Linked DNA regions of Mus musculus: region 2 is linked to region 1. A link is a contact called in public Hi-C data. All regions are on one chromosome and are shown on one strand. The core of a region is the stretch at or near the end of the contact, and the rest is flanking DNA. Distances in the headings are between cores, read along the strand shown.

Evidence for each region. A called contact is a pair of places that touch in the nucleus more often than the background predicts.
Region 2: a Hi-C map of liver shows a contact between it and region 1, with 4 times the contacts expected there. The contact joins two enhancer-like sites. A contact is called at or near these places in 3 of 484 Hi-C or Micro-C datasets (the AML12 cell line, LSK cells and liver) and 1 of 115 datasets of contacts at active chromatin or transcription factors (embryonic stem cells).

The regions. Positions count from the first base shown.
Region 1 is chr10:93,944,118-93,947,518 of GRCm38.p6, forward strand. No RefSeq gene overlaps it. Among named protein-coding and RNA genes, the nearest start is that of Mir331, 18 kb to the right of the region's middle. Within about 2 kb of position 1,919, at least 51 of the 459 cell types and tissues checked have an H3K27ac peak or open chromatin away from gene starts, as enhancers often do. A contact at or near this core is called in liver, where this site is marked.
Region 2 is chr10:94,095,751-94,099,151 of GRCm38.p6, forward strand. The region is part of intron 5 of Fgd6 (FYVE, RhoGEF and PH domain containing 6); the gene reads left to right. It also overlaps the pseudogene Gm18391. Among named protein-coding and RNA genes, the nearest start is that of Nr2c1, 50 kb to the right of the region's middle. Within about 2 kb of position 1,916, at least 44 of the 459 cell types and tissues checked have an H3K27ac peak or open chromatin away from gene starts, as enhancers often do. A contact at or near this core is called in liver, where this site is marked.

The DNA.
Region 1 (3,401 bases), core at 669-3,168:
TCTTAACCCTTTTAATGCTGCAACCCTTTAATACAGTTCCTCATGGTGTGGTGCTCCACCCCCCATAAGAATCATTTCATTACTACTTCATAACTGTAATTGTCTTACTGTTATGAATTGTAATGTTAGTATCTCATATGCAGTTCCTGAAGGGGTTGTGACACACAGACTGAGAACTGCTGCTCTAAGACCTTCCCTTTGGATCCAGTGGAAGTTCCCACTGCTTGGCTCCCACGCTAACCCCAGAACTATGCTGAGGGGTGAATCAGAGCTTGAAAGGCTTGCCCTTCATCAGACTAAGCCTGCAAACGCCAAAGGCCTGGAGTCTGGCAAAGCACCAGCTGCTCCTGGTGAGTTGTCTTTAGGGCGCTGCCCTCGGGGAGCCCTAAATAGCTTCCTGGGAGTGTGTCATCGTTTGTTTATGGGTCTGGTGGCCCTGTCTGAAACCTAGTAGGGAAAAATACCATGTCTTTGAATGAATGAGAAGCTAGAAAGCTTGACTTCCCACAAGGATTTCCTGGTCGCTCCCCCCCCCCCCCCTTCACACACCAGAACGATTTGCATCTGCCTGGGCTTCTCCTTCCCTTTGCCTACTCATACAGAGCAAAACTCAAGACTGCACAGCCCACCTTAGGAGTCGGCACGGACATTACTGGAGTGACGCAGGTCAGGTCTCACTTTTAAGAAGTGCATGCACATAAGCTAGCGAGGAAATAGCCATTTCCAACCAAGTAGAACCACTCCGTAAGTAAAATAGCCTCATCCAAGTTTCTAGAGAGGGCAAAGCTAACATACAGTGACAGATAGGCCAAACTGTGGGACTAATAGATGCCCACGATGGGTCAGGAGCTGAAGCAAGCGCGGTTTCCTTGCTGGACATTTCTAGTCATTTTATGAGTTCCGTATCCCTTAAAAGAAACAAACAAACAAAATAGGATATTTGTTTCATTTCTTACATTACACAAGTAAAGTAATATATAGTATTCCCTTAGGTAAAACTATGAAAATGTGTATTAATCAGTCAATCCCCTTTTTGTAAGTAAGAGAAGCAGAGTAATTTGCCTGAGGCCACACAGGCAAGTAGTGGAACCCAGGTTTGAACTCCGGCTGCTTTCAAAGTTCACAGTTTACTTCACTAGGCTATTTTACTTGAGGAGTGATTCACTAATGATCACCCAGCTCCTGTCAGCCTATTAGACCCTGGGAATCTTGGCAGAGGAGATGGTTGAGAGGAAACACACATCCTGGTTAAGTTGTACTCACCTGACATCTAGATCCAAGGCTTCTCAGCTGAATGAAGTTAGTTTAGTTCCTGACAGGGGGAAAGTGGACAACTCACCCACTCCTGACCCTCTGAAACAACCAGGTTCCTATTTAAACCCTGGCTGTCAAGCCGAGAGAAGGTTTACACTTCAGCCTGCTGAACTGTCTCTCTGTCCACTGGGTGACAGTGTTGATCCATTGGAAATAAACGTGTCTTGTCCTTGAGCCAGAAAACTCCAGGCCCCTAAAAAGGGAAGACTGCAGGCAGATGGTGTTTGGAGGGTCAGCTGGATAGGCACAGCTTCATGTCGGCTCTTAGAATGAGGCCGAATGGATTTATGTTGTAACTTTCAGTGGAAAATGTGTGTGTGTGTGTGTGTGTGTGGGAGGAATCATCTGTTATCCCATTAAGATTCAATTTCTTTGAAGATAGATAAGATCGTCACAGTAAATGAACCTACACTTTTCTAATAGTTTAATGAAGGCAGGAAGTTTGCAGAGCTCACTGTGGACACTGAGCTGACAGTCCACGTCAGCTGCCCGTCTTGGTGAGGGAGGATTTATTCTCCAGGCACGTATGCATCTGCTACAATACCATTTGTCACCCCAGGGCTCCCAGGAGGAACATGACTGTCACTAGGGAATGTTATTGCCAAACCTCCAGGTCACAGGTTTACACTGGTCTGTTTGTTCTATTGATCCCTGTCTTCAAGCGGGAAAGACAGAAGTGAGGCAAATAGAAACTTCTGACTCAGTGTGACTTGTGGAAACTACTGGGCTACCAGGAAGTGGCCCCACAAGCCACACGAACACTGATCTCAGTCAGACAGGGATGGTTTATTGAACACCCATGTAAAGGCTGATTGACCAGAGCAACAGTTCAGGCTCGAGAGCTAAAAGCTGTGTGCTGGACATTTCTCAAGCTCAGCTTATAAAAGGCTAAAACCACAAAACCCACAATGAGCTTATACACAGGTGCTGGTAGTACCGCGTAGTGGTTAGCCCTGACTCAAGCCGTTTTAGACATAACAGTTCATATTGACCTTTAATTTGATGGGCCCTATGAGAGGCTTATAGTTGTGGAATTATTAAAGACTAACAAGCCCTATAACATACAGAACATAACAGGGTATGTGGTCAGCATGATCCTGCTCTGAGTCAAATTATTTTTCTGTGTCAATGACTGGCAGGCATGTTACAGCAACAATATCAAATAGCTGGCGGGCAGGCATGTCCCAGAGGCCTGGGATGGGGGAGGCTCCCAGGACTCAATGTGGATGACCTTAGCCAAAATGCCCAACAGTGGGGATGTGGAACCTGAAGAGACCACCTCCAAGAGTTAGATAGGGCCCCCAGTGGAGGGATAGGGATACCAATCCACCTTCAAATATTTCCACCCCAAACTGTTCCTGTCTGAAAGAAATGCAGGGACAAACTGGAGCACAGACTGAATGAATGGCCGAGCAGTGACTGGCCCAACTTGGGATCCATCCCATGGGTGAGCACCAAACCCTGACACTATTACATGCTGTGTTGTGCTTGCAGACAGGAGCCTAGCATGGCTGTCCTCTGAGAGGCTCTACCAGCATCTGACTGCGACAGATGCAGATACTCACAGCTAAGCATTGGACTGAGGTCAGGGACCCTATGGAAGAGTTAGGGGAAGGATTGAAGGAGCTGAAGGGAATGGCAACCCCATAGGAAGACCAACAGTGTCAACTAACCTGGACCCCTCAGAGCACCTAGAGACTAAGCCACCAACTAAAGAGCAAATGGGCTGGCCTGAGGTCCCTGGCACATATGTAGCAGAGGGGCTGCCTTGTCTGGCTTCAGTGGGAGAGGATGTGCCTAATCTTGTAGAGACTTGATGCCCTAGTGATGGGGGATGCCGGCATGGGGACTCCCTCTCAGAGGTGAAGGGGAGGAGGGAAGGGGAGAAGAACTCTTCGAGGAGGGGCTGGGAGGAGGGCACCATTTGAGATGTAAATAATAACATAATTAATAATAAAAATAACTTACCTCATAATACATAATAAAAATTATAAATAAGATGCTTTACAAAAAAAAAAAGAGAGAGAAAGTAAGTCTGTGGGGTGGTGTCCCTTATGTCCAGAAAAAGTGTCTGTAATTGTGGCAGT
Region 2 (3,401 bases), core at 666-3,165, 150 kb after region 1:
AAGCTGCCCCAAAACACCCAGTACTCTAAGAAAACAAATCCCGCCTCACCCGGTCGTGGTAAGAGTCTCCTGAATGGTGGCTACCATTGGTCAGTCCCCTTTGGATTTGGCTGGCCTTTTTTAAATGTGTCTCAAATAAACAAGTGTGTGTTCTGGCCGCGGTGGAAGACATGGAATGTAAAGTCTGGCCGAAGCAGTGCGAGACCGGCTCCTCATCCACTGTCACTGTCATGATGAGGAAATGCCTTCCAGTTGGAAAACAAAAGTCATTCTGCTGCCAAGCCACCAGCATAGTCTTCACGTAATTCTGCAGGAACTCCTGCATCTGAACTGTGCCCATCACCTGTGCCCATCACCACACTGGCAGACACATGTTTCACTGCTCACCTTGCTGAGCTTTGAACGTATTTACTATCTGGGGAGTGATTCATAAGTGCGTTCTATAGCATTCCTCGATCGATCGTAGACAGTCTTAACGACTTCCAAGAGTTAAGTAGCTGTGTTTTCTCCCAGCAAAATGCCAGGGCTGATTGAGGCAAGCTGCAAGGGATGGAATGTGGCTGCTGTCAGCTTGTTCTCTGGAGATGCCTGTGTGGTTTGCTAAAACTGGAGTTTTTGCAAACTAAATTCTTGTTGGATATTTTACTAGTTACACAAGTTAGTTCTGTAGTCGCTACGTATAGATAAGGTGTTCCTTTAGATTAATATGACTAATGGGACAATAAAAATGAACCCAGGCTCTACTTCCAGAAAAAGGTTTTAGTATTTGTTAAGAACGTGAGGAGGCTGAGAATGTAGCTCTGTGGTAGACTTTCCTGCCTAGCATTCAGGAATACCTGGGCTTAGTCCTGAGTGTCTAATAAACTGGGTATGGTGCTACAGGCCTGTTATTCCAGTGCTGGGGAGGTAGAGGCAAGAAGAGCAGAGGGTCAAGGCTATCCTTGGCTACTTAACAGTTTTGAGGCCGTACTGGCACATCTGTAATTGCAGTCATCCAGAGGTTGAGGGAGTAGGATTGCCATTTCCTGAGGCCATCCTGGTCTCCGCAAGACTGTCTGAAAACATAAAGAAACATTGAGAGGAGATTGGAGTGTAGCTGGGACGTGAAACCTTGTCTGCATTCAGAAGACTGGGAACGTAACATCCCTCTCTGTAAAGAAACTTGAGTGTCCTTTAGGGTAGGAAACCTCCCGTTCTTTTAGAGTACATGTGAGGATTTTTTAATTTGGGGTTTGTTTTGTTCATTTCCGTATCTTCATTTTTATTTTTTTAATTTGCCCCGGAGAAGTAAGAGCTACTCTTAATTAATTTGTCTTTTAGGGGAATATGTTGGAGGGATCAACAGAGGAAATGCTAGCCCTTTCCAAGAAAGAGCCTAGTGAGTGTGCTCAGGATTCTGTTTGAGGATTTGTAATCAGACTCTTAGGAGAAGGAATGGTCCTTTGTTTTGGAGTCTTGAACTGGGGGGACTCCAGTATTGTTTAACTTAGATCTTGAGGCCCACCCTCAGGACAATGGAGCCTCTGCCAACGCTTATCTCCTCCCCCACCCTTTCCTCCTCCTCTCTGCAGTGCTGGGTGTGGTGCTGGTGACCTATATTAAAACATGGCAGTAGTCTTAGAAAGAACAGAAGATGAAAATATGTGGGGGTTTTTTTGAGGGGAAAAAATATTTTAAAAGTTAACATATTCTCAATATCCCCAGCTCCAGACCCCCTGAGGGGCCTGCGAAAAGGGTTGATGGGCCATGCTGCCCTGGTTTGGGAGTTCTGGCTGTCCAGAAACACACTGCACTGCCACAGAGGGTGGGAGGCCTATAAGGGAGCCCTGTGGGGAGAGCGTGTGGGAAGGCTATGTGTAGATCCAGACTTCACACACCACACTGCTTCATCAGCATAAAATTCTGCTGAGTCATGAGGTCTTGTAGTGGGGACATGACTCTCTAGTTCAGGCCATGGGGCACCATGCCCTGCTGTGGTAGCACACCTATCCTGTCCAGGAAGAACATCTGTCCAGGGTGGCACATGGAGATGCTGAGCCCCCACTGGACCCCATGTTGGCCTGGGAGATTGGGGAACCCAAAGGGCATCTGCTACACCATCGTGTTCTGTGGGTTCATGAGATGCAGACTGGGGGCCCATGCCTTGGGTTGGTTCTCGCTTTTGGGGTAGTATTGGAGGGTGCTACTTGGTTTCTCAGAGGGGCTGATTCTGGGTAAGTCACCTTCAGGAATGCTGGTATGTAAGGCTGGGCAGGATTCCCTCACTCACTCATTCATTACGGGTGCCACCCCAGGGAGACCCCAGATGGATATGTCGCCTGTAAGCTTATGTGGTCAGAAACATCTTTGCCTATCAGGTGCTGCTGAGGTGGGTATGGGACCAGGTGGCTGGATTTTTAAGTATAAATGGTGAGCTCATTGGGAGCTTGGCTGAAGGGAGAGGAACATTGACACCTAGAGTCGGAGTGTTGTGTTGACTGTACCAAATGTGTTGCAGTAAGTTTGTGCAACAGCCAATTAAACATTCTTGCTAGTACTATAGTAGTTGTGTAACAGTTGCACCTATTTCACAAGGGAGGAAACCGAGGTCAGGTCAAGGAAGCAGAGTCAATCAAGGGCAGTGGCCAAGATCTAGAATCCTGATTGCCAAGTGCCTCCCTCTGCAAGATTCAGCTAGAGGCTCCAGGTTGGGAAACGACTTCTGACAGAGATGAGGGCCTCTTAAATCCAGAATGGAGTTAGCTAAGACCTTCTTAGAACTTCTTAAAATTTTTAATTGAATATTTTTGAGAATATCATGCATAAGTACTACACTTACATAATTTCTGCCTCACCCTCCAACTCCTTTTCCCACTTTCAACTCCTGCTTTGCCCACACTTCCCAATTCACTCTTTAATCACACCCACAGACACACAATTTACTGAGTCTACTTAGTATTGCTCCTATGTAGATAATTCTTGGGGCTGACCACTTGGGATTAAATAACTATCAGGGTCATTCCCTAGGAAAAAAAGGATTCTTTCCCTTCTGGCAGCTTCTAGTTCTTCATCTAAGTGTGGGGCCTTGTGACTGTTCCCCCTTTCATGTTCGCACATCAGCTGTTTAGGCAATAAGTTGTGATTTCGTGTGATTCCAGTCATGTCTAGAAGATGCTGTCTCAGAGCAGGTCTCCTGAATTTCTGGCACTTATTTTTTCTCTCCATGATTCCCCAGTGTTTTCTGAGCCTTGAGTGTAGGGGTTGTGTTATAGGTGAACCAGTTGGGGCTGGACACCCCTCAATCATTTGTCTTCTATATTTTGACTAGTTGTGGATCTCTGTAATAGTCCCTAGGTATTGCAAAGGGGAGCTTCTTTGATGAGGTATAAAAGCTACACATATCTGTGGGTATAAAGATCAAT